Linked DNA regions of Oryctolagus cuniculus: region 2 is linked to region 1. A link is a contact called in public Hi-C data. All regions are on one chromosome and are shown on one strand. Each heading gives the region's core, a stretch centred on a gene start, on an enhancer-like site or on the middle of the called end of the contact. The rest is flanking DNA. Distances are from core to core; before and after follow the strand shown.

Region 1 (4,015 bases), core at 540-3,039:
TTCACATCATGCATCCTGCACACCCATCATGCAAAGCATGACGTGAGCACTGGAAGGCAGACAGGGAGAGCCGCACAGTCCAGGCGCCACAGACATGCTGTGAAGGTGCGGTCTCTGCTTCTCACTGCAGTAATGAGGGGATGTCCACGTGGATGTCTCTGGCTGGCCTTGAAAGAAAGGAACCCTTTCAGAGAGTGGAGACCTGAAACACCTTCTCAGCCTTTGAAGTTTGCACAGTGACATCGGTCGGTTCCTTGCCCGGGGCAGGGGTTTAAGCTTACTAAGAACTGGAGAAATATTTTTTACTGCAGCACAAGGCAAAACAGCTGACAGATCCGACGATGAGGTGAAGGGAAACACATCCTTTACAGCGGACACCCCACTGTGCCAAGGGGCTCAAGGGCTGTAGGTCCAACTTTTAGGGGAGAATCTGCGTTCTCATCAGTCTTCTGCACTACAGTTTCCAGTCTTCCTCTTACCCAACCCTGCTCCAACCTGTCCTACCAACACCTGTCCTACCAACGCTTGCCTTGCCTACTGGCACCTGTCTTTCCTACCAGGAAACCTATCTTACCAACACCTGTCCTACCAACATCAATCCTTCCTACCAACACTTGTCTTACCAACACCTGTCCAACCTATCAACATCTGTCCTACCAACACTGCTGTATCTCTGTAACCCACCTCATGTTCCCCCACCCCACAAAGGGCACCACAATCAGCCTCCTCCAGTGTTGTTCCTCAAGTGGAAGTCCATGTGCTAGTGCCATTTCCCACGAGGCACGTGTGTGACGGGGCAGGGGAAAGAGGAGATCTTCAGGGCTTTGGCACTAGTGTTTATTCCCACGGTGGGTCCCGTCCAGCTGGCTGACCACTCTGTCTCTGCATATCGTGTCCCCAGCCCGCACACTGCGGAATATTCAGCAGGTACTCCTGATATGCTTGTAGAACAAAGACCTGCTGACTTCACCCCTAACACTTTCTCTGCCCTGTCTGTCAGCTCTCTGTCCATCTTGGGGTACTCTTTTTCAGGGCTGTACCTATGACTCCATCCTGGACATCAGAACTCCCTCTTCCAGAGCTGTTTGGTTTGTTTTTGTCTTAATTTCATGCCATGGTGAAAGTTCTTACGGAATACGCTAAGAAAGGTGGGACCCCACAGACTCTGGGGACTTAGTAAAAGTCACCTAAGAAAAAGTAAGAATATTATAGGCTGTCATTATTATGATTTGATGATCTCCATAAAATCAATCACAGAATGGAAGCCAAACACTTGAAAGAAAACAGAAGGAAATCTGTTGCCTTGAGATTTATCCTCCTTCTTCAAAGAAGGGCGTGCACTTGCTTCTGTGGTACATGATGTCAGGATAGGCCTTGGGCCAATCATTGTAAAGAGCATCTGAAAAATCACTCAAGAGTTGCGTATGCAGTTGTTTTGTGAAGGATATAACAGTTTGTTTGTTTAAATGAGGCTGTCTGCTGGAAGGTTCTGTGAAGATATTAGCTAAACTCAAGTCTCTACCAGCAAATACAGGCCTGCAGGTCCCAGACCCACCACAATCACTGGTCTTATCTCCACCTTATAGGTGTGAATAAACAGAGAAACAAGCTGAACCCCATTCAAGCCAGCGAGGGGTTTTAGCTCACAATAGCATGGGAAACATGACCCTTGGTTAAGTTAGCCCTTAACCCCAAACTGTCCCTATACACAATAAAGCAAGTTATTTGCTGGGGCCTGGGGGGTGTCCCCATGTGGGCTATGCAGGGGCTCTTCCAAACACCCCACTTGGCACAGGTTCACAGAGGGCCCCTTCCTTTGAAAACGTCCCAGCAATCATGGCTGCTCTAGGGGCTGCACGTGGGCTCCAGAGCACAGAGGCCACACACGTCCTCATGATGACACAGAGGGGACCATCTGGTAAGGAAAAACCAGGAAGAGGGGCTTGTAGGGTGATGCAGTTAAAAGACAAACCTAACGAAAGAGCCCCTTGCTGGATAATAGGAAAGTGAAAAAAAGAGAAGTCAGTTGAGATACAAAGCTCGGGAGGTGAAGTCGCCAAGCACTAACTTTTATTTATAGTCAAGCAGGAAGGTAGAACCTGAGTCATTCATCAAAACATTCAATTCCCCAGTTAGGTGCGTGGCCCCTGGACAGCCCTAGCCACCTCAAGGTCAAGCCCCAGCCAGCAGGGGGCTCCCTGGGAAGCCAGGGAACACGGATGTCTGGGTTAGGGTTGACACTTCCGGTTCTCCCAGGGTTGCTCAGAGTTCAGAAATCCAGATCGCAAGATCCATGGAAAAAACACGGGCCTGGCTCTTTGGCTCATTAGAACAGGGAAAATGCAATCACTTTGCATAGTCATAAGGTGTCCACTCCAGGTAGCTTTTCAGAGCCCAGAGAGTTTAAGGAATTTATTCTAACAAATCAATGAAAAGCATGTTAAAACCAAGCAAGTCAGAGGGTGGAAAAAAAGAAACAATAAAGACTGAATAACTGCCCTTAAGTGACTTTAATTTTATTTTTATGGAAGGAAGGAGATTTGGGCCTTTGTCCATATTTTTTTTGTTGTCCATTTTGCTTTTTTTATTCTTGTTACGTTTCATTTTTATTTTATGATTTATTTTATTTATTTATTCGAGAGGCAGAGCTATAGAGAGAGGTCCTCATCTGCTGGTTCACTCCCCAAATGGCTGTAATGGCTGGAACTGGACCAATCTGAAGCCAGGAGCCAGCAGTGTCTTCCAGGTTTCCCTTGTGGGTGCAGGGGCCCAAGCACCTGGGCCATCCTCCAATGCATTCCCAGGTACATTGGCAGGGAGCTGGATCAGAAATAGAGCAGCCGGAACTCAAACCAGCACCCACATGGGATGCCGGCTCCACAGGCAGAGACTTAACCCACTGCTTCACAGTGCCGGAAGCACTGGTTTGAAATGAAGAAAGTTCAAAAATATATGCAGTAAAAAGTAAGCAAGCCTCCCACCTCTGTTGTAGCCACCTGGTTCTACATCTTAGAAGCAAAAATAAGCAGAGAGGCAAGTACTGTCAAAAAATAAATAAATAAAAATAAGGAAGGAAGCAGAAAGAAAAAAATCTTACACCAGTTCTCTAAATCTGGCACGTCCTTTCAGATACAATCTCTGTGAATACTAGCATTCTTCTCTGTGTTAACAAAATATTTGTGTGTGAGTGTCCCATACCTGGATTCTTCACTTAACCTATCTTGGGGAGCATACCCGGAGCTGCCTCGTTGTATACGTGCAGATTGTGTAGCGTGAGGGAATGGAATCGACTGGCCAAAGGTAAATGCATTTTCTATTTCAATTAACATTGTCGATTTGCTTTTCATACAGACCGTATCAATTCACACTTTCATCCGTACTCTGCAGAGTCTCTACTTGTCACCTCAGTCAACACAAAGCATTACCAACTATTTTGAGCCTCACCGTGCTGACAGGTAAACCTGACCTCCGAAAGTCTGTTTCTATTTCTCACATTAGTAGTCTGGGAAAGTAACTTTTCATGTGTTTAAGAGTCATTTATATTTCCTTTTCTGTCAGCTGCACGCTCATACCTTACATGACTTTCTACCATTCTCTTTTCTGCATTAAGGGAATCTAACATATAACATCCAAACTGTTCTTGTATATAGTGCTCTATAGTTTCATGTTATTTACTTCAATAATCGTAATAACCTAGTAAGGAGGTATAAAATATTACTTATTTTACTGCCAAGAAAGCCAAGGTTTAGTTGGCTAGCAGGTTTAACTAAAGACTCCATTGTCAGTTTGTAGTCAAGACTAGAAATCATGTAGTTTACTTTCTAGTCAAATGATGTGTGTGTTTTGTTTCTACATCAAAATGCATCCCGCATCCCATGTCGGAGTGCCAGGGCTCGATTCCCAGTTCCAGCTCCTATTCCAGCTTCCTGCTAATGCAGACCCTGATGGCTCAAGTCCCTGGTCCCTGCCACGCACATGGGAGATGCAGATTGAGTTCCTAGTTCCCAGCTTTGGC
Region 2 (4,227 bases), core at 592-3,091, 70 kb after region 1:
TCTCTGGAGAGAAATGCCAACCAAAACATAAAACGCAAAAGGTACCTCCAGCCAACGGCACCCGGGGTTCAAGGCTCCATCTCGCAGGAATCCCCGCACCGGGGGGCCGAACTGGAATTACGGCCAAGCAGGCTCTCGCTGGCTGTTTTCCTAAGTCTCAGTCTGGCTGGCCAATCCGTGCGAGAGTTAAGTGGGCTCCAGCCCTTGGTGCCGGCAGTCCTCAGGGCTCCCTACCCTCTCAGCTGCCAGCCCTCTCCAAGGCAGAGCTGGCGATCAATGAAAAACCGGGGAACAAAAGGAAAAGAATAGGACGTCTTCCCGGCTAAGGAAAACGGTGCCCTCCTTCCTCACTGAGCCGCTCGCACCCAGCCTCGGCAGCTCCACCTGGGGGCTCCCAGCCGACCAGGGCTTCCCGGCCCGGCTCTCCTCTCTCTCACGTTTGCTGGCAAATGTGTCACCTGAGGCTCGGCCGCTGACGGGGGCTCCCCGCGCCCAGCCAGCTGAAACTAATACATTAAATCAATTAGCAGCCCCACAATGAAAAGCTGCCTCTCTCTTTCCCAAATGTCATCCCGGGAGTATTCACAGAGCAGGAAAAATCGCCTCTCCGGTCTCCCCAGCCAGTCACCACGGCTTAAATCCTCAAAACAGGTTTTTCTCCCTCCCCCCCCCCCCAAAAAAAAAAAAAAAAAAACAGAAATATTCTCAGCGCTTTCCACGGAAATCCTGGTCTCCGTGTGTCATATCAGGATAGCCAGGGGCAGGACTGGAAGAGGCTCCGACCGCCTGCAGATCTGCCAGTGTTTATAATGGAGAGCAAAACAGTTGCGACCAGCAATGCCGAGCGAAACTCCGGGCGAGCCAAACTCACATCCAGCATGTTGGTTGCTTGCAAACAAAAGTCACGTCAGGGAGCCCAAGAAAGTGGGTTTCCCCACAAGTCAGGCGCAGAACGACACCCGCTATTTGCTCATTTTTATAAATACCCATTTGTCTGCAATCTCAAAAAAAATTTTTTTTAAGAAAACGACTATTCACACATTTCTGAGAAACTTTTTTTTTTTTTGGTAATGAACTAACTTCGGAGAGAAAAGTAATGAAAATAAGCAAGTTGGCATCCCCGGTCTCTCCCACCGGGGCGGCCACGCTATAAATCAATCCGGAACCAGGTGGGAACACGAGGGCGGGCGCCTTCCCCCCAACACCGAAGGGGGCCCCCAAACGCGGCCGCCCCGGCTCCGCATGACAATGCTAAACCGGAGCAGGAGGCTGGGCGGCAGGAAGCGAGCCCCGTTTTCGTTACCTGCGATCGCCTGCCCCCCCGCTGCTTCTCGCGGCCGCATCGGGGGGCCGCGGCGGCGCTGGACTCGCGGGTGGCCCCGCCGCCGGGTCGCGCCGTCTCCCGGCCGAGCTGCAGCCGATCGCGGCCGGAACCCCGGCTCCAGCGCCCGGCGCCCGCCCGGGGTCGGCGGCGCGGCTCCCACCCGGGCCCGGAGCCCCGCTGGGTCCTAGTGCGCGCCGCGCGCCCGCCCGCCCGCCCGCGGCCCGGTCTGCAGCCCTCACGTACCGCAGGCAGCTCGCGGGCGCCGAGGATCCCCGGCAACACGGAGCACGGCGGCCCCGGCTGTGCGCCGACCTGCCCGGGGCCGAGCGTCCGAGGCCGGGCAGGAGGCGTGGGGAGGAAGACGCCGGCTGCCAGCGAACTCCGAAGGCAGATGTTCGTATCCGCAGCCCCGGCGTAAATACAGCGCGGGCAGGAACCGGCATTGGGAGGTGGGCCCGGCGCGCTGGTGCGTTCACCGAGGCTGAGAGACGTGCGGGATCGACCCGGAGATTTCAAAAATGCACCGCGAAAGAGGCTGGTGTGTGTGTGTGTGTGTGTGTGTGTTTTAAAAACAACCTTTTAAACACTTTTCCCCAGTATTTCCCCCTGCTAACAGGTCCTTTTTTGCATTTTGCTCTCTCGTACTTTTTGTAATACGCTATTTTAAATAACAAAGCCCCATATGGCTAACCACGTAGTCATTTGATTTTCAAAAGACCTCAAAAATTGCATCAAAATATGCAGTCATGTATCTCCCAAGAAATCAACGAGAAAGAATTAATGGTGGCATATGGCGTGCCGCACAGAGGAAACTTAATTACAAATTAAAACAAATGCAAAAACGCACAAATTCCGTAAGCTGAAAGTAAATTATGATCCTAGATGCATGCACAAATCAGCTCACCCAGGATTAAGAGGGCTGCGCTGGTCTAGGTTTCTCTTTCACAGCAGGGGTCGGAGTGTTTGTTACAGGAAATCATATCAGATTCCTTCTTGCCCCCCAAAGGGCTTTTAGCAACCTCTGGGCTCATTCATTGACTGCAGCCCACCTGGAAAGCAACTTTTAATCTTGCCAGCGCTCACTGGCTCGTTTAAGAGGACAATTCTGTTAGCCCTTAACTCAAAATAAAAGTGCTTGTGTTTGAAAAGCCTGTTTGAAAGGCTTCCAGCCTGGGGACTTCCTTCGATATCACCAAGTTTGAAGGTCACAATTTGGTAAAACCGCTCACTACCATGGTGCTGTGGTTGACACCAGAAAGAAAAATCAAATGGGAGGAAGTGCTTTCTGGATTCTATTTTTGGAATAGGAAAAAAAAAATCCCTTTGAAAAGTAATTCCCCCCCCCCTCCAATTATAGCTAAATCAATATCATGGAAGATTTTGAGTATAACTCAACCATCAAAGGCCTCTTTGCTGCCGCCTTATGTCATAATACGTTGCACTTGTTCATCTTCAAAGTTCTTGTTCATACATGCCACGTGATCTGTTCCTCAACCCTGTAAGGAGATAATGAGACCCCCAATTTTCAAATGAGAAAGCAGAGGCCCCTAAAGGTGGAGCGACTTACCCAAAATCACACACCTGGAGAGCAGACCTGCTGGAATCCCAGTCGCCAGTACCTCCAACAGGCCCAGTGCTTTCCAGAACACCACCAGGCCTCCCAGCTACTTCTCTGTTCAAGGCTACTTCAAAACAGTTCACGCAAACTGAAATTAAAGGAGGTCATTTTGGAGCAAAAAAAAAAAAAAAAAAAATCCAAAACCCATGCAAAGTCTTTTCACAACAGACTCCATTTGTATACAGAGACTTCAAAAATGTTTTGTACCAAAATAAACTTGTTTTTTAATTTCTATTTTTCCATGAACTTTTGAAGTATGCTTGTAAGGACTTTAGAAAAATGAGGTATCCAAAACCAAGCCACCGGCAGATTTCTTTAGTCATCATTTCTTACCTGATCAGAGTAGCGATTCACCAGCATGGAAACAGGAGACCAAGCGAAGGAAGTCTAGCTTCTGCTAAGTGGGAACCGGAGCCACTGAGACCCAGGCTCGTCGGATTTCCGTACTGGAGGTGCCCAGGGCACCCTGGCAGACAGAAAACTTCAAACTCTGGGGCTGAGCAATGCCCCTGCCACTCATGCACCTCTTTGCTCACATTCAGAGGCTAAAAACTGACTCCACTCCACAGTGGAGGAATGAGGTTTTTGCACGTGGATCTTGGTTATCCAATTGCCAGTACTGAAAGGCTTCACACACCCTGGAAACTTGAGGTATTTCGTTTATGAGGTGAGATATAAGGCCTGCTTGTCCAGACCTGGCGACACCAGAGTTCCCATGGGCCTCCAGGAAGTCACTTCTCGACCCTCCTGCACCCAGGGGCAAGCCACCAGTCGGTTCTGTTGGTAGTAGTCTACTTCCTGTTCCCCTCTGCCAAAAGGAGACATCACTCCCCTGATGATGTGTCCCAAGCCACCTAGATGCCAACCAGGTGAGGGGCTGGGGAACATTTAACCGAAAAAAAAAATTTTATTTTGAAAAAATGATTCATTCCTTTTCTTGTGCATTTCATACAGGAGGCATGGGAAGGTCACTGGAAGATGTGCACAGCCTTCCTGGAAGGATTAATGCCAAACTTACTTGATGAATTCATTTGATCCCTTTGTTGAAAACTGGTCTGATTACTTTGTAGTCACACCAGCCATATAGCCTTCAAATGTTGCAAACGCTTAGCGCAAAGTAATCTTAGCACCAGTAAGAGGTGATGAGATGCTGAAAACAAAGGCTGGTGTCAGCAGTTCCTCAAAGCTAGGCCACAGCAGAAGAGGTGGTGGTCAAAAGAAACTGTCCTTTGTTCATTCATTCACCCATCCATCCATCCAAGAATGTATGCATCGGATGTTGAGC

What was found. A called contact is a pair of places that touch in the nucleus more often than the background predicts.
Region 2: a Hi-C map of psoas muscle shows a contact between it and region 1, with 1.6 times the contacts expected there. The contact joins the promoter of FOXN3 here to the enhancer-like site in region 1. A contact is called at or near these places in 2 of 6 Hi-C or Micro-C datasets (psoas muscle and an unstated tissue).

The regions. Positions count from the first base shown.
Region 1 is chr20:35,229,637-35,233,651 of mOryCun1.1, forward strand. The region is part of intron 1 of FOXN3 (forkhead box N3); the gene reads right to left. It overlaps LOC138847277 (a long non-coding RNA gene), which reads left to right. Exons shown (of 2, transcript XR_011385010.1): 2 at 1-4,015. Among named protein-coding and RNA genes, the nearest start is that of FOXN3, 69 kb to the right of the region's middle. Within about 2 kb of position 1,790, at least 1 of the 8 cell types and tissues checked has an H3K27ac peak or open chromatin away from gene starts, as enhancers often do.
Region 2 is chr20:35,299,167-35,303,393 of mOryCun1.1, forward strand. FOXN3 (forkhead box N3) reads right to left here and starts at 1,842. Exons shown (of 7, transcript XM_070065521.1): 1 at 1,568-1,842.